Linked DNA regions of Sus scrofa: region 2 is linked to region 1. Evidence: chromatin contacts called from public Hi-C data. All regions are on one chromosome and are shown on one strand. The core of a region is the stretch at or near the end of the contact, and the rest is flanking DNA. Distances in the headings are between cores, read along the strand shown. Region 1 holds the start of SEC23B (Sec23 homolog B, coat complex II component). Region 2 holds the start of DTD1 (D-tyrosyl-tRNA(Tyr) deacylase 1).

Region 1 (4,291 bases), core at 555-3,054:
GTTACAGCTGCACCAGTGGCATATGGAAGTTCCTGGGCTAGGGGTTGAATCAGAGCTGCAGCTGCAGGCCACAGCCACGGCCACACCCGATCCAAGCTGCACCTGCAACCTCTGCATGACCTATACCACAGCTTGCAGCAACACTGGATCTTTAACCCACTAAGTGAGGCCAGGGATTGAACCTGAATCCTCACTGACACTATGTCAGGTTCTAAACCTGCTGAGCCACAGCAGGAACTCTGAGAATGTATTTAGTGTGAAGGCTTCAAACATTTGGGGACATTGATTTTCCTTCAAACATTTGGGGACATTGATTTTCCTGAGTCTCTCCCATGTACATGTTAAGTTTTTTGTTTAATTTTCTCTATTCACGTTAATTTAATTCTTAGGCCAGCCAGAAGAACCTAGAAGGAAAGAAAAATTTCTTCCTTCCCAACACTTATCAAGATGACTACACACTCACATAAATCTAGTCCTAAAATTCAAAAAATAAACTTTTAAATGTGCAAGATTAAAAAAAAAATCCTTCTTACAGAAATTTCTAGTATAGAAGAAATCCATTTTCAAATAACTAAACCAGATCTTAGGCAAATGATATTCTTTTAATGTTTGGCTAAAAAACAAAACAAAAAACCTCAACTAAGTATTTTTTCACTGTAAAATATAATACAATTGTGTGTTTTAATCAAGTTCGTTTCCTTACTGAGAGAATAATTGATTTGAACTTCCTAAACTTCTACTAGTTTAATTATTTAAAAAACCCTAACATTACTCTAATGAAATGTTTTAGGAACATGAAAACTGCAAATTTATTCAGCAAAACTGAATCATTATTCAAGTTCTTATATTACCTGTAAGTTTCACAGCACATCGACTTAAAACCAATTTCCATGATGTTAGTCATTTTAAACTTTGTACTGGAGGTCCCCTGTGGCTCAGTGGGTTAAGGATTCAGAGTTCTGCTGTGGCTTGGGTCACTGCGGAGGCATGAGATCCATCTCTACCCTGGGAAGTTCCAGAACGAGAAAAAGAAAAAAAGGGGGGGGGTTAGTTCCTGTCATGGCTCTGTGGAAAATAATCTGACTGTCTATGAGAACATAGGTTTGATCACTGGCCTCACTCAGTGGGTTAAGGATCCGGTGCTGCCCTGAGCTGTAGTGCAGGTTGCAGAAAAGGCTCGGATACCTGGTTGCTGTGGCTATAGCTCCAATTCGACTCCTAGCCTGGGAACTTCCATATGTCGCAGTTGCAGCGCTAAAAAGCAGAAAAACAACAACAACGCTTCGTACTAAGGGTTGATCTAATTAATGGTAATTCTCGGACGCTTTGATATGTTCTAAGCATACTTTCAAGTTTATATAATTTTGCTTATTTTTACGTGACACAAAGTGGCTACATCTCTAGGTCAGATTAATAAATGCGCTTGGTTTTGCTACTTATAAGGTGTAAAACAGAAGTGGTAGATGTAGAAAGTTAAGCTCAATGTATTAGGAGTTTTGTTAGTCTCTTAAAATGCTCGAATAGGACCAGTTTCCAGTTACTGACCTTCACATGAAAGTATAACAGGGACTGAGAGGAACTGTGCACGAGTGTCGGGCTCCTCAGAGACGAAGTAACCGGACATTGGGAAGGAAGGAAACCCTGCAATTTGATGAAGCTCACTTTACCAGAGGAACTAACAGGAATCTCGTGCGCATGCGTTCCTAAACTCTCTCCGCCCTGCCCCTCCCGCGTGCTAACGTCTCTTTCCGGCCAGCTTCGGGCCCCTTCACGAGGAAACACGCCTTCTTCCGGGGCCATACGTCATTGTTCTCGCTTCTCGGTAACTAAGGCGATGAGAGGGACTTTCCGCTTAGGCGAGCGGCCGCCTTAATGGAGTAGGACGAACCCCTGAGGCGTGCTGACTTCACCTAGGAAACAGTCTGGCAGCACAGGTCTTTCCTGAAGTATAAACATTTGGCGGTGAGCTTGGAAAAACGTGTATTCCGAGGATCTGTTAATTTTTAAAGAGCGAAGGACCGCTGTCTTGCCCTGTTCCAAGATGGCGGCGCAGCCTCTCTGAGTGTCTTGCTTCCGCTCTCTCTCAGGGGTGGGCGCTCTTTAATTGGTTATCGGACGGCGCTGTGGCGTGACGCACAAAGGCGCTGACCAATCGGCTGAGAGCTGAGCTGGACTTGGCGGTGGGAGCCGGAGCCGGGCTCTTGTAGCAGTGGGTGCGCACAGCTGCAGCCGGTGAGCGTTTCCGGGCAGGTGAGTGGGCAGCCCAGGTGATGGGACGCCAAGGGCTTGGACAAGGGTCTCTACAGGGGGCAGTTGGGTTTCTCCCGAGGCGAGGCCTTTTCTCGGCGGGCAGAGGAATTGAGGGGATCATTGACCCTGGGATCTGCGGAGAGTGACGCGGTCCCCGCCAGGTGAGGTGGCCAGCCGGCTTCTGGCGCAGGATGAACCGAATCGCGCGTGGCGGAAGGATCCAACGTTTATTTTACAGTTGAGGAACTCGAGGTTTAGGTTAAATGATTTATGTTTCGTGACAGAGCTGAGACTAGAACCCAGGTCTTCGGACTCCTTTTAAGGATAAAACCTTGTTTAAACTTAGTTGTGTCCTGAAAAGTTCTGCCTTGATGACCTGAATGGCATAAATTGGGTGGGTGGGGAGGGGGGAGAGGGCAGATTCATCTACAAGAACTTAAGTTTCACTTATTCATTCATTAATTCATCCATTCTGCTATTAGCCTCTTCTGAAACCCTTCCTCTTTGAATATATGTTAGTGGTAGACCCATCTCTCTAGAAAAATGCATATTCACTCAGGCACTCGGTTTTGCTTACACCTTCAGAGAATTTATTGACCCTTTAAATCCCAAGAATCCATGATCTAGAAGGGGCAAGGGGAAGAGTCAGTGGGGAAGGAAGAGAGCAAGTTTTAGTATGTAGATACCTGGGGATATGGAGTGGAGATAGTACCTTTTAATTATGAACTGTTTTGAGAACGGAAACTCATTTAATGAAGTCTGCGGCAGTGCTTGCTGAAAATTGGGATGTTAGAACTTGTTTTCATTCCCACCTGAATTACCCTTTGCTACCCAGGAAGTTACCAAAGTGTTTCCTGTGTACATAGTGCTTCAGCTTCCCGCTTTTGCCAGAAGTAACAGGTAGGTGCCTTAAATTTTCAGTTAAAGCAAACATTTGGAATTTTTGTGGTCTCTGTTGTGTATAATAGGGTAATCAATTCATTTGCATTTATAGCCATATGTTATTCCTTTAGTCCAAATTGTTAACAGTATGGCACTTCTCAGAGTAACTTGGAGACAATCATTATTCAGCATTGCATTAGAGACCACTCAGGCCACTTAAAAGATTCCTCAATTTGCTTTTTTTCTCATTGTTCTTAGAGAGTTTTGTTCCCTTGAACCCTAGTAGCTGAAGTGTGTGTGTTAGCCTAGATTTTAGTGTGTAAGTGAGATGTATAAAACACTCAGTGGAGTTGGCAGTGTCTGGGTTTGAAAAACTTTTGTAATCTGAATAGCTATTTCATTACCTGGGATCTTTCAAGGCATGAGCATAAAGCAGCTGTGGTGAGGAGACAGATGCAGATGAGGAACCTCAGCGTAATAGCAAACTTTGCTTTGTAATTTTAGCAAACCCAAGTAGAAATAGTTTGGCCAAGAACCGGTGGCTGTCCTCATTGTGAATTGGATTCAGACATCTGTATCCAGTTCTTTTCTCTATAGTTAATGATGAAAGGAGGGAAAGGGCTCAAAACCAAAATCACTTGGAAGGTAAATTTTAATACAGTATTTATTCAAATAGGGCAAGGAGGAAAAGGGGTCAGAGAGCAAGTAACTGAATGCTGAAATAGGGTTTGAGACTTACCATTGAGCAGGGGGCTGAAATTGCCTTGGCTGAGGTATGTGATCTATGAGGTGGTTTAAATTACATTATTTAGCTACACGCAGCTTAGAGGTGGTCAAATAATTGTAACCCCCCCCCTTTTTAAGTGCTAGGAGGGTTGAGAAAGGAATTGCAAGTTAATTGGCTGTCGAGGTCAGAGAGGAGTGAGATGTTGTCCTACAGTGACAACTGGTTCTTTTATATTAAGTGTTTAAGAAATGTTGCATTTGGAGTTCCCGTCACGGCTCAGCGGTTAACGAATCTAACTAGGATGTTGTGTGTTTGATCCCTGGCCTTGCTCAGTGGGTTAAGGATCTAGCGTTGCCATGAGCTGTGGTGTAGGTCGCAGACTGGGCTCGGATCCCGCATTGCTGTGGCTCTGGCGTAAGCTGGCGGCTACAG
Region 2 (4,291 bases), core at 1,209-3,708, 51 kb after region 1:
GAGCTACAGCTGCCGGCCTATGTCACAGCCACTGCAACGTCAGATCCAAGCCACATCTGCGAACTACACCACAGCTCACAGCAATGCTGGATCCTTAATCCACTAAGCAGGGCCAGGGATCAAACCCTTGTCTTCATGGATACTAGGCAGGTTCGTTAACCACTGAGCCACGATGGGAACTCCAAAATATACTTTCTAAAAATTTCAAAACATGAATCCAATTCAGGTATAGAATGAGCAGATCAACTTGTTAATGAAAAATCAAGTAGGATGATAAAGCTTGTTTGAGGAAAATAGAGGACAGGGATTATTTGGGCACTGGAGACAGAAATGTTAGAATATTTCTGGTTAATGTTCCTTAGAAGTGTGATAGGTTTGGACCTGGAACCCTCTACCTGAGTGCTTGCACCTGGACAAATACCTCCTCGAGCAACAAAATACAAATAAGTCATAAGGGACTAAAAATAACTGCACACATGCACTACATTGGGGCAAATGATGAACAGTAAGATATAAAAAGGCCAAAACCCAACTGCCGCTTCTGAGCTGCCAGGAGCAAAGCAGGATACTGGGCATGAGCCCTGCACACAGCACCACCAAGGGGGCTGGCAGATCACCTAAGTCACCCCTCTGTCCCAAAGAACTAATCTGTTCCCACCCTCAGCCCACTTAAGGAATCAGCCTGAGCTCCTGGGAAAGCAAGCAAGAGTACCTATTTTTGTCTTTCCTCTCCTGCTGCATGGATTCCCCTTGAAGCCATTCCTGGGATTCTCATCTGGTCTCAATTTTTTTTTTTTTTTTTTCAGGGCCGCACCTGCAGGATATGGAGATTCCCAGGCTAGGGGTCAAATCGGAGCTGCAACTGCTGGCATACACCACAGCCACAGCAACGCCGGATCCTTAACCTACTGAGTGAGGCAAGGGATTGAACCTGTGTCCTCATGGATGCTAGTCATTCGTTTCTGCTGAGCCACAAAGGGAATGCCTGGCTTCAATGCCTACCGATTCAACAGTCCAAGGACCCAAGTGGGTAAGGGGACATCAGAGTGACTTTCCTGCTTCTGCTGTTTTCTCAAAGTCCTTAAACTCAAACATATTCAATATGCTGAGTTGCCATATATGGGGTAGAGAGTCCTTATAACCTGGGGGGGCCCTGTGGGGCCTTCCTGTGACAGCCCTCCCCTCATCCCATAGTACCCAGATAATAGTATCTGATAAACATTTCTGAGTTGTTTTACAGATGCTAAAACCCCCACCAAATGGAAGAAATTAAATACTTGATCATCCTGAGCAAGTAGCCTCCAGACATACTAGCACCTAAGGATTGATAATTGTGTGTGTGTTTGTGTCTGTCTGTGTGTCTGTCTTTTAGGGCCACACCGAGGCACATGGAGGTTCCCAGGCTAGGGGTCCATTTGGAGCTGTAGCTGCCAGCCTACAGCACAGCTCATGGCAATGCCAGATCCTTAACCCACTGATCGGGCCCTGGGATCAAAACCAAGTCCTCATGGATGCTAGTCGGGTTCGTTAACCGCTGAGCCATGATGGGAACTCCAAGGATTGATAATGTTACCTGTGATGGTGCCCTGTTTCCTCACCATCAGCTAGAGAACTGTGCATGAGCTGATCACATGCCCTGTGACCCCCCTCCCCACCACCTGGTTGAAACCTTTCTGGGAGTTTGGAGTTATTGAGCATGAGACACCTGTTCTCCTAGTAGGGCGCCATTACAGTCAACACTGCACGTTCCCTCACCACAACCTGGTATCAGTAGATCGGCTTTACTACACATGGGCAAGCAGACCCAATTTTGTTTCCAAACCCCATCACTCTACACCCACAAGTACTGTTACACTGTAAGGGGACACATGAGAGGGGCTTGTTTTTATCAGTGATACTAATTTGTCAGGGTAATACTTGTACAGTCCTTTCAGCTTCTAAGCACTTGTATATTTTATTCAAATCTTTTAACGATCCTGTGAGAGAGACTAAGCATCAGTATTAGAGAAGGGATTAGAGTAACATAGTCATGTATCTGCAGTGTCCTGACATGGCTAAGTCAAGTGAATACGGAAACACTTAAATGGCTGCTTTAGGCAGTAGATCCTCTTCTATCTGGCTTCTGAGGAACCACTGAGACAGGAAGACAAGGGAAAAAGAATTTGGGAGGGTCTGGGGCCTGAGGGGTGGAAAATGAAAAGAGAAACACAATTAGGATTAGGAGTCTGGACAACAAAGCTGGGATTTAGTTACGACTGGTTCTTAGGCCCGAGATGTGAGAAGAAACAGGTGCAGAAACTGCTGTCAGGGCACCTGTGAGTGTGGCTGGGGGTGGGGACTGGGAAGGGGGTTGCTGGATCCCAGCGTTGGGGCGTGGCTCAGCTGTGGGTGGGGCAGGATCGAGAATGGGTGGGGCCTATGACGGGGGCGGGGCTATACTTAGGGCTCAGGTGGGCGTGACCGACGCCGGCGGGAACAACCTGTGGGTGGGCGTGGCCGACGTGGGCGAGCTGCCGACTAGCGGGTCCTGCAGGGCCGCCCGCGCACTTCCTGGTGTCACCCGCAGAGGGCGTCTGTCGCCGCGCCGCCTGGAGAGTCTCGAGGCCGGAAGCCGTCCGGCGCCGCCCCGCTCGCCCCAGCCGCCGCCATGAAGGCCGTGGTGCAGCGCGTCACCCGGGCCAGCGTCACAGGTCAGTCGGGCGGGGCCGGGCCGGGAGGAGCCGCCCCTGACCCCGCGCCCGGCCGACACGGCCACCCCCGCGAGGGTTCCCCCGCGCCGCCCCGGGGCAGCTGCAGCCCTGCGCGAGCTCGGTCCCCGGCGGCGCGCAGCCCCGGCCGGCTTGCGGTGCCGTCCACGTGCCCGGGGGGTCCCGGCGCGGCCCGAGCTGCAGGGTTTCCGCTTAGGGTTCACGATGAACGCGCCTCATTATTTTCACCAGCGTTTCTTTCAGTCCTGAGTGCCAGGTGGCCGAACCTCCTAGCATCCTCTGAGCACCTCTGTGGCCCGTTCTTCGTGGAATGTTGCACAAACAACATGTAGGGAGCATTTCCGGAGCAAGAACTACCCATTTTGCAACCTTCTGCTCGACATTTTCCTTTTGTTGCCCATTTTCTCCATATCCCAGTTTTGATGGAGCTTGACGCCCAGTGAGATGCACAGCTGTGAAGAGTTGTCGGTAGGGGTGAGTTCTGACCGTGTGTCCGCCCACGTGCCCAGCGCCCAGCCCCGGTGCAGCGCGTTCCTGCCCAGGACTCCCCTTCCTCACCGAGCCCTGAAGGGACAGTCAGAATCTAAAGGATTCAGGATGAGATGTTTCTCTTTTCCACCAGTTTCTTGTTGACCAAGCCACCCAACCATTAGTCATCAGTTGATCACTGTAGTCTGGTTTGAGCATCAGGGGTCCAGATGATTAATGGATAGAACGGAGTCGTTTATATTTTTGTTTGTTTGTTTTTTTTTTTTTACTTTTTGGTGGCATCCGCAGCTTGAGGAAGTTCCTGGGCCAGGGATGGAACCCGCGGCCACTGCTGTAAGCACAGCAGTGACAATGCTGGATCTTTAACTCACAGTCACCACACATTTCCTAGAAGGGAGTCGTTTTAAAAAACTCAAGCCAAGATAGTAAAGATATCAGGAAATTTTAAATGACTAATTTTAGATTATCTTCCAGTTTTTTGTTTTTTGTTTTTTTTGTTTTTGGCAGAATTCTAATACTGTTTCATTCAGGTAATCCTAGATAGCCTTTCCTTCAAGCCAGTCCATACCAAGTATGTGTTTTTGTGTCCAGGAAAGTATAAATCTAAAACCAAAACAGCAAAATCCCGAAGAAACAACCAAGCTCAGTAAAACCATATATTTAGATTTGAGATTCTACTTTCCAATCCTGCGTAATGATTTCTAAGCTGTTGTGGTAGCTGGTTTTGGTTATGGTCCTGGAGTAATAGGGAATAGGATAGCTCTGGGCTTTATGGAATTTGAGAACTGGGTTTTTTTTTTTAGCATTTTAGTTAATATATGTAACTTCACTAAAACTGGGAAAATTCATGGAGGAAAATGTCTTTTTTTTGGCTTCTGAGAAGTATCTTGCAGTTTGCTCTGTGTGTTCATCATGAACAGTGAGCAAACTTTGGAGTATTAAATTTTGATCTGAATGGAGAACGTTCCGTTCTGCTGATCTGAAATATTGAAAACATGGTTCAGTGAGATTAGCAGAATAGATTGAATGATTTCAGTTTACTAGTTAAATTGTATGATTTTCGTTATAAACAACAACTAAACCATCCTGCATAT

What was found. Hi-C and Micro-C count contacts between places; a contact is called where the count stands out from the background.
Region 2: a Hi-C map of liver shows a contact between it and region 1, with 3 times the contacts expected there. The contact joins the promoter of DTD1 here to the promoter of SEC23B in region 1. A contact is called at or near these places in 1 of 5 promoter capture datasets (liver), 9 of 47 Hi-C or Micro-C datasets (alveolar macrophages, brain, differentiating spermatogonia and 5 more) and 2 of 2 datasets of contacts at active chromatin or transcription factors (alveolar macrophages and skeletal muscle).

The regions. Positions count from the first base shown.
Region 1 is chr17:26,758,244-26,762,534 of Sscrofa11.1, forward strand. It overlaps SEC23B (Sec23 homolog B, coat complex II component), which reads left to right and starts at 1,805. Exons shown (of 20, transcript NM_001267832.1): 1 at 1,805-2,250. LOC102163552 (a long non-coding RNA gene) reads right to left here and starts at 1,701. Exons shown (of 3, transcript XR_308679.3): 1 at 1,546-1,701; 2 at 852-1,005.
Region 2 is chr17:26,808,681-26,812,971 of Sscrofa11.1, forward strand. DTD1 (D-tyrosyl-tRNA(Tyr) deacylase 1) reads left to right here and starts at 2,459. Exons shown (of 6, transcript XM_003134277.6): 1 at 2,459-2,690. The coding sequence starts at 2,648.